2 separate regions of the Pan troglodytes genome follow, and region 2 is linked to region 1. A link is a contact called in public Hi-C data. All regions are on one chromosome and are shown on one strand. Each heading gives the region's core, a stretch centred on a gene start, on an enhancer-like site or on the middle of the called end of the contact. The rest is flanking DNA. Distances are from core to core; before and after follow the strand shown.

Region 1 (3,529 bases), core at 662-3,161:
TCGCAAAATTCTAACTTTTTCTGGAAAGTTCAAATTTTATTATTGGCAACTAATACTCCTGTTTCCTTCAAGCGGCAGGTTCATTTTCCTCATTTTAAAGAATATTCAAGAATAACTAACCATAATTTTTCTGTCGGTCATTCTTTAAAGTAAAAGTGGCTAGTTCAGCTCAGAACTCAAATGCTTTTCTTTGAGACAGTCATAGTATTTGGCAGGAGTACTTTACGTATACTGCCCATCTGCCATATGAAATATTAAAAATATATGTATTCAAGGGTCAAGATTTAATACAATTAATAATTTTTACTGCTTCATGGAAGACATTCTTAAGTGCAATTGGCTTTTTTTTTCTTTTCAACTACAAGTATATGGCAGTGGAATGTACAGTGACCACGAGTTTGGTACAGTTGGTGCCATTGTCTGAATTTGTTTGAGCAGTTTCACCCACCATTGCTTTTGCACAATTAGGATGGGTAAACTGCAGTTCAGAGGACTTAACAGCCTATCCCAGAGTTTACAGCTAATAAAAGGCAAAGCCAGGATTTGGACACCAAGCCCAGCGCTGTTTCCATCACACTCCATAGCTGCCCTTTCCCAGCCCTCGGGGTCCTAGACTGGTGTAAGGCTTTCAGAACAAAATGGGTGAGCTCAGGCCCTGAACAGTATGAGTCAGAGAGCAGAGTGACTTGGATGGCATGTTTTCTATTTCCGAACAAGCAGTTTGGGGCTTTGGGGCAATCCCAAGCGATTGTGTCAGATCTGGGCAAAAGTTTAGGACTCTGAATTAAAAAGGATTTGTTATTTTTACAATGTAGGAAAATGAAATGCCAGTATCCTTTTAGTGCCACCATCTTCTCCCATTAACAATGGAAAGTGATGATCATAGCTAACATTTTTCTGAGCATTTACAAAATGCCAGGCACTATTCTGAGCATCTTACACACTTTAATTTAAACTTGACAACAATCCTATGAGGTAGACTCTAAAACTGACCTCATTTTAGAGATAAGGAAACTGAGACACAGAGAAGTTAAGGAATTTCCCAAAGTCACACAGCCAGAAAGCAGCAGAGCCAGGACCCAAACCCACGCCTTTGAACAGCAGAGACCATATTATGATCTGATGCAATCAGATTCCCAATCAATCCAACCTGTAGTCTTTCATTGTCCTTTGCACCACTCATAACCTGGACTAAAAAATATTCTTGCCTTTTTATGAGTCCATCAAGCACGTGACAATACCCACTGGTACTGAAAACAACTAAATCACCACTAGTTGCTTAAGACGTAACTGGAAGTCATCATTGAGAATGAGCTTTTTAAATACAGTGCAGGCATGGTCTGTACTGAGGCTTAATGAACCAGAAAAAGCAAACTGCAAGAAAAAGGTTAGTTTATGACCTCTCTGGGAATTGAGACTCTATTTCCTCCTTTTTACATTTTTTGTATTCCCCTCAGCACTTCATGTGTTATTGTGAACTTCGTAGGCATTTAATAAACGCTGGTTGATGAAGTAAATGGAAGGCTCAAGTGAATTTTAGGCAAATTAGCTTTGGAGACACCCCATTTATTATTTACCCACTTGACAAGATGTCACATCCACAAATCCACAAATCCTTCCCAACATTTATTACTTAATTTTCAAAGTACCCCCATCTCTCCTCAGGGAGGAAGGTGGGGCCAAGTGTTATATTCCCATTTTGACAGGTGAGAGAAACTGAGATATAAAGAGTTGAGCAGTCCATTGCCATGGCAACCCAGCCAGTCAGCCGAGGAGCCAGTCACAATTAGGTTTAGGGCCTGGGTCTCGGTATCAAAAGAGGCACATGCCAAAATCCTAGCCTCCCACATGACTGATGCTTTTCAGAAGAGGGAGGAGGTTCCCAACATGAAATGAAATGCTTAGCTAAACATAAAGGAAGGCTGCCAAACACAGTTAGGTCATCGCATTTGACTTGGAGAGAACATTCTGTTCACGCTATCAACCTGCATTCACTTTCAGCACACTTCACCATAAATACTTCTGACTCACTATCTCGGGAAATATTTTTTATCTTAATAAACTCAATGCAAAGCATAATCTAAATCAGCTTGCACATTCTTGAGTCCAAGCCACAAGCTGAGTTTAATAAAATCAGCCGAAAATAGCAGGGGACTTCTGAATAACCACAGTTCGTTATCTGACACAGGGCTGCTGGGAAGTCCTGAACACACAGAGCTGAAGGTAAAAGCAGGAGGTGGGTAACCTGAAGGTATGAAGGGACCGAAACCATCGGATGACCCCACCTGCTGGATCTTAGCTCTCACCAGACATCTCACTGGAGGCGCTGCTTATAATAATAGACTGCGTCACACCAACCAAGAGCATGGGCTCTGGAGCTAGACTGCTTGGCTTCATATCTGAGCACCACCTTTTACTTGCTGTGATTTAACCTCTCTAAGCCTCAGTTTCCTCAAATGTGAAATGGGCTAATAATGATACCTACCCATTAGGGATGTTGTGGGGGTTAAAGGATTTAATCCATCTCTGGAATATCAAAAGTATTCCAGAAAAAAGTACTGATACCTGGGTCCCACCCCTAAAGATTCTAATTTAATTGTTCGAGGATGGAATCCAGACATGAGCATTTTTAAAAGCCCTTCTTCAAATGATTCTCCTGTGCAGTGAATAAGAGAACACCTGGCTACAGTAACTATCACTACCATTTCCTGACCCCTGATTCTTGCCTGGCTTCCTGTTAAACCCTGTAATTAATTTATTCCTCAAAAATCCTCAGGAGTATTCTCCACTACAATCCCTTGTTTACAAGAAGAAACCAATGCTGAGACATTAAGTGTGTTGCCTAAGGTCACATAACTGATAAAGAGTGAAACCGCACCTCCAACCCAACCCTTCCTCTTGCACTCTCCAGTATCCACACCTCTGCCCCAGGTTAAGTACCGAGGTGGCACAATGAAGATAAACATTTTCTGGGTGAATGAACCTGCTGGAAACCAGGGGATATGATGGTTAAAAGTGAAAAGAAAAGAAGTGCTGTGCTGGGCTGGGTGCTGGCCGAACACATTTTCTTGAAAACACAAGGACTAATGCATCAAGCTGAGCTTGGGCTATTGACTACAGAGTAGTAAGAGTGGGTTTAAAGAGTATCCACTGGACCAAAGACAACAAATGGCCAATAATGTGCCTCCTTTTTGGGGAGAGAACACACACACATTAAGAATGGTTCTGCAAATATGCACTTAGAGCAAAACCCCCTATAAATCAGGGTTAATGGGGAAAGACAGCCACCTTTACAGTTCTTTCCTTAGGAAGCCCAGTTAGCATGTGGTGCCACTCAAAGGAGTTTAAGAAAACTTGCACTTTGCTACTTAGAGGCTTATTTTAATGAATAGGTCTTTTTTACAAATAGACACATTGTATGTAAATGCACTCTTAAAAGCTCAGGGAAACTACTTCTTCCTTTTAAGAAAAGATCTCTACCAAATGAGAGTGGCTGGTCTCCAGCATTTAGATTGTTTTATGTCTCAGG
Region 2 (3,529 bases), core at 560-3,059, 270 kb after region 1:
CAAAGTAAAGGAGTCCACAGAGGAAATAACTGAATTAACCAAAGCCCCAAGCCAGGAGTCCCACCTTAGTTAAAATCACCCTGCTTATCTCCACCTCAATTTGCTGGGCAACCCAAGTTGAGAAGGATGTTTACATTACGTAGGCAGCATGGCCCATTTTTACTTTTCACCCAGGTGTTGTGGCGCAAGGCCAGATGTTTGGCATCACCAAGCAAAACATCTATGTGACCAAGCTGTTTACATTTCATTAGGATTTTTCATCAGGAAGGTGCACTCCCTGCTGATGCACATCTTAATTACAATTAGGAGCTCTATTTACCCCCAGGAGCTTCCAGATTAGCACGACCACATTATAGGATCGGTTTCAGAAATCATCCTCAGAAAATGCTACTCTAGCTTCCAAAAACCATCTCTAAGAAATCAAAATTTCACACAACTTCCTTCCAGAGTGTGTTTTCTACCAAGAAAGTCAGCTAACTTTTAGTAAAAACTAATTCTGCATTCGTAGTCTATGTAGTGAATACATCTTTTTCCTCTCAACTGCTAAGTAGCGCAGAGCTTTTTCTTTTCCTAAACACAGTGCTAACTTAAAAATGAAAGATGCATGATAAAAGAGCAGAGATCTATTTATCCGCTCAGGTTTAGGGCTGGGAGTGGGGGAGGGCAGAATCCAAAGGCTCCTCACCCCCTCAAGGGATGCATGTTAAAAGTGAGGCCCGAGACCCCGGAGACTTTAATCAACTTTCCCCCTCCAACCTCCAAAGAATGAATCGGTTGTCTCCACAGGCTCAGCCGGGCTCTTCCCTCTCATTGTGTACCGGCTCAGACGCAGCAAGGACCCCAGCTTCCCGCAGCGAACTAAGACGCTCCGGCTTGCGGTGAAGTCTTTCTCTAACTGTTGCGATTGTCTTTGGAGATTACCAAAATCAAATATGCATTAGATGGCTTTTCTCCCTCTTGTTTGTAACACGCACACCCACACACGCGCGCGCACGCGCGTGCACACCCAAAGCACTTTGGAGCCGCAGGCCGCCTCTGACAGCACATTTTGCACAAAGTGGCAGCGGCTGCAGCGGCGCACAAGTTTTGGCCTCTATGGTGACTCTCGGGAGGGCCGGAGGACCGGGGGCGGTGGCGATGCGAGGCCGCCGGAGCCCCAGGAGGACAGGGCTTTTGTTTGCGTCGATCCGCGAGCCGCCTGGGCTCTGGCGAGCACCACTGAAAATCCAAACTCCCTCCTGGACCGCGCCTTCCGGGCCGGCTCGCAACTTGGGGGCAGGATAGACTTGCCTGAACACCGGCTGGGGCGCGCTGGAGGTCCAGGAAGACAAGGGGGGACGCCCTGCACAGAAGTGCCCCGATCACCCCCAGGACCCTCAAACCCCTCCACGCTTCCTGTCAGCGCTGACAATCGCTGCTGCGCACCGAGGAACGAGTCCCTGGGCGCGCCCCGGCCCGCCGCGGGGCTCCGGGGCAAACCCTGGCCTGGCGGCGCAAGCGAGCCCCGTGGCGGGTGGCCGGACGCGCCCCGGAGCCAGCGCGGCGCTTCCTGCGTGTCCCGCGCCCGGCTGGACGACGGAAGGGTGGCCACGGGTCAGGGGGTCTGGGCGGGCGGGGGCCGGCGGGCGCCTCTTACCTTGGGCAGCAGCCCCGCGTGCGGCCAGCAGCAGCGCGGCCAGCAGCGCCAGGAGCGGCGGGCGCGTCCCGCGGCGGCGCGGCCGGTGCATTCCTCCTCTCGCTGAGGCGGCGGCGGCGGCGGCTCCCAGGCCGCGCGCAGAACATCCACGGGCTCTTCCCGGGCTCCCGGCCGCCTCGTCCCGGCCGCTGGCGCTCGCAGGACGCCGGGGACGTCTGCAAAGCTCTTTGTCCCTCTAACCTGCTCCCTCGCCTCCGCCTGGCCGCCTCTGGATGCCGCGAGCGCGATCCCTTCCCAGCCCTCTGGCTGCAGCCTCGCCTGGGCCGGCGGGTCAGTCCCAGGCTGTCCCGGTCGCACCAGTGGGCGTGAGTCGCCCTGGGTCGGACTCCGAGAACAGCGCACCCTGCGCCCAGGGGCTGCCGTCCCGGGGCTCCCTCGGCGGCGGCGGTGGCGGCTGCTCCAGCTCTCCACGCTCCCTCTCTCGCTCAACTTGTCACTTTCCACCAACTCTCCAGCCCAGCGCCCCAGCCCCGACCAATGGGAGACGCGGCCCAGGCTGGCGACCCAGCGCCCTCTGCTGCCGCCTCTCAACGCCCGCACCCTCCCCGACTTCGCAGAAAGCGGTCGCGGCTCCCGCGTCTCGGGCACGCTCCCTCCCCTCCCCTCCCCCACACTCCTCAAACTCGCCACCGAACCGAGCCCCGGGGACCTTCGAGGCTACTTGACAGAAGGGGAAACCGAGGCTCAGAGAGACTTATCCGGGATCTCAAGCCAGTTCGTGGCTGGACGACAGTAGACCCAGGTTCTAGCAGCCTCAGCTGTGTCACTGTTAGCTGTGTGACTCTGGGTAATGGCACATTTATTGCTATCATACAATTTCCCTTTTGCTTTCTTCTTGGACCCAAGAGTTGAGAGAGTTCTTACACAAGTAATTTATACTTCGCATTTTTGTCTTTAATTTGTAGTTTCACTGAATTCAATGTCATCTGTACTGCCTCCTGGCAAGATTTATTGAGGATTATCTGTGGTTATTTTTGCCAATGTCCCATGGTTTTTTGAAAGGTGTTTCTGTCTTCCGAATGTGAAGATAGAATACTGTATCGATTTATCTTCTTTGTATTCATTATTTTTTCAGGCCTTCTGAATCTTTGCATGTTTGTTTGTTTGTTTTTTGTCTAGCTGCTCTGCCATGAGCCAAGGGATCATTAAAGACCTCTACAATGAGTGTGTTTTTGTCCATTTCTCCTGGTTTAACTTTATGGATTTTGTAATTCATAAATACCCATAATGATTTGACTTTCCCTGTAGAGACTGCCTTTGATCATAAAAAGTGGTGAGCGCCTGCTGTTTTCAGGGCTGTGCTCTAGGCTCTGAAGATGCAAGGGTAATAGGACACCTGTCAGTCTTGCTCTGGAGGAACAGGAAGAAGCCCATAGTCTCTCAATAATCACGTGGCCACTTACTAAATACCTCCTGTTTGCCTTGTGTTTTATATGCATTTGCTCACAAATCCTCCATTGACACTAAAAAGAGTCATTAAAAGTATATACTTCTTAGCTGTTTTACATATATTATCCCCATATTACAGTTTTAGAAATTGAAACTCAAAGGGAAAGTAAATGACTTGCCCACAGTCTCACAGACATGGGGCAGCCAAGCCAGCACTCAGGCTATTTCCACTGAGAGAGTTAAAGCCTGTAACCAGAGCCTGGCACATGATAAGCACTCACTCGGGAGTTGTTGCTGTTGCAGTAGCCTCTAAGAACCCAGCTTTAGGGTTTTAAAATGAACAGTCACTTCATGGAGGGCGAGGACTCTGTCTCAATCATCTAGGTATCTTGCTGGCCTCTAACAGTACCTGGAATGCAATAGGAGCTCAATTAATGAACAAAG

Evidence for each region. Hi-C and Micro-C count contacts between places; a contact is called where the count stands out from the background.
Region 2: a Hi-C map of stem cell-derived neural progenitor cells shows a contact between it and region 1, with 2.5 times the contacts expected there. The contact joins the promoter of ROR1 here to the enhancer-like site in region 1. A contact is called at or near these places in 1 of 7 Hi-C or Micro-C datasets (stem cell-derived neural progenitor cells) and 1 of 1 datasets of contacts at active chromatin or transcription factors (stem cell-derived excitatory neurons).

Annotation. Positions count from the first base shown.
Region 1 is chr1:166,945,695-166,949,223 of NHGRI_mPanTro3-v2.0_pri, forward strand. All of the region lies in intron 1 of ROR1 (receptor tyrosine kinase like orphan receptor 1), which reads right to left. Among named protein-coding and RNA genes, the nearest start is that of UBE2U, 160 kb to the left of the region's middle. Within about 2 kb of position 1,912, at least 10 of the 24 cell types and tissues checked have an H3K27ac peak or open chromatin away from gene starts, as enhancers often do. A contact at or near this core is called in stem cell-derived neural progenitor cells, where this site is marked.
Region 2 is chr1:167,214,360-167,217,888 of NHGRI_mPanTro3-v2.0_pri, forward strand. ROR1 (receptor tyrosine kinase like orphan receptor 1) reads right to left here and starts at 1,810. Exons shown (of 8, transcript XM_016919829.4): 1 at 1,637-1,810. The coding sequence starts at 1,727.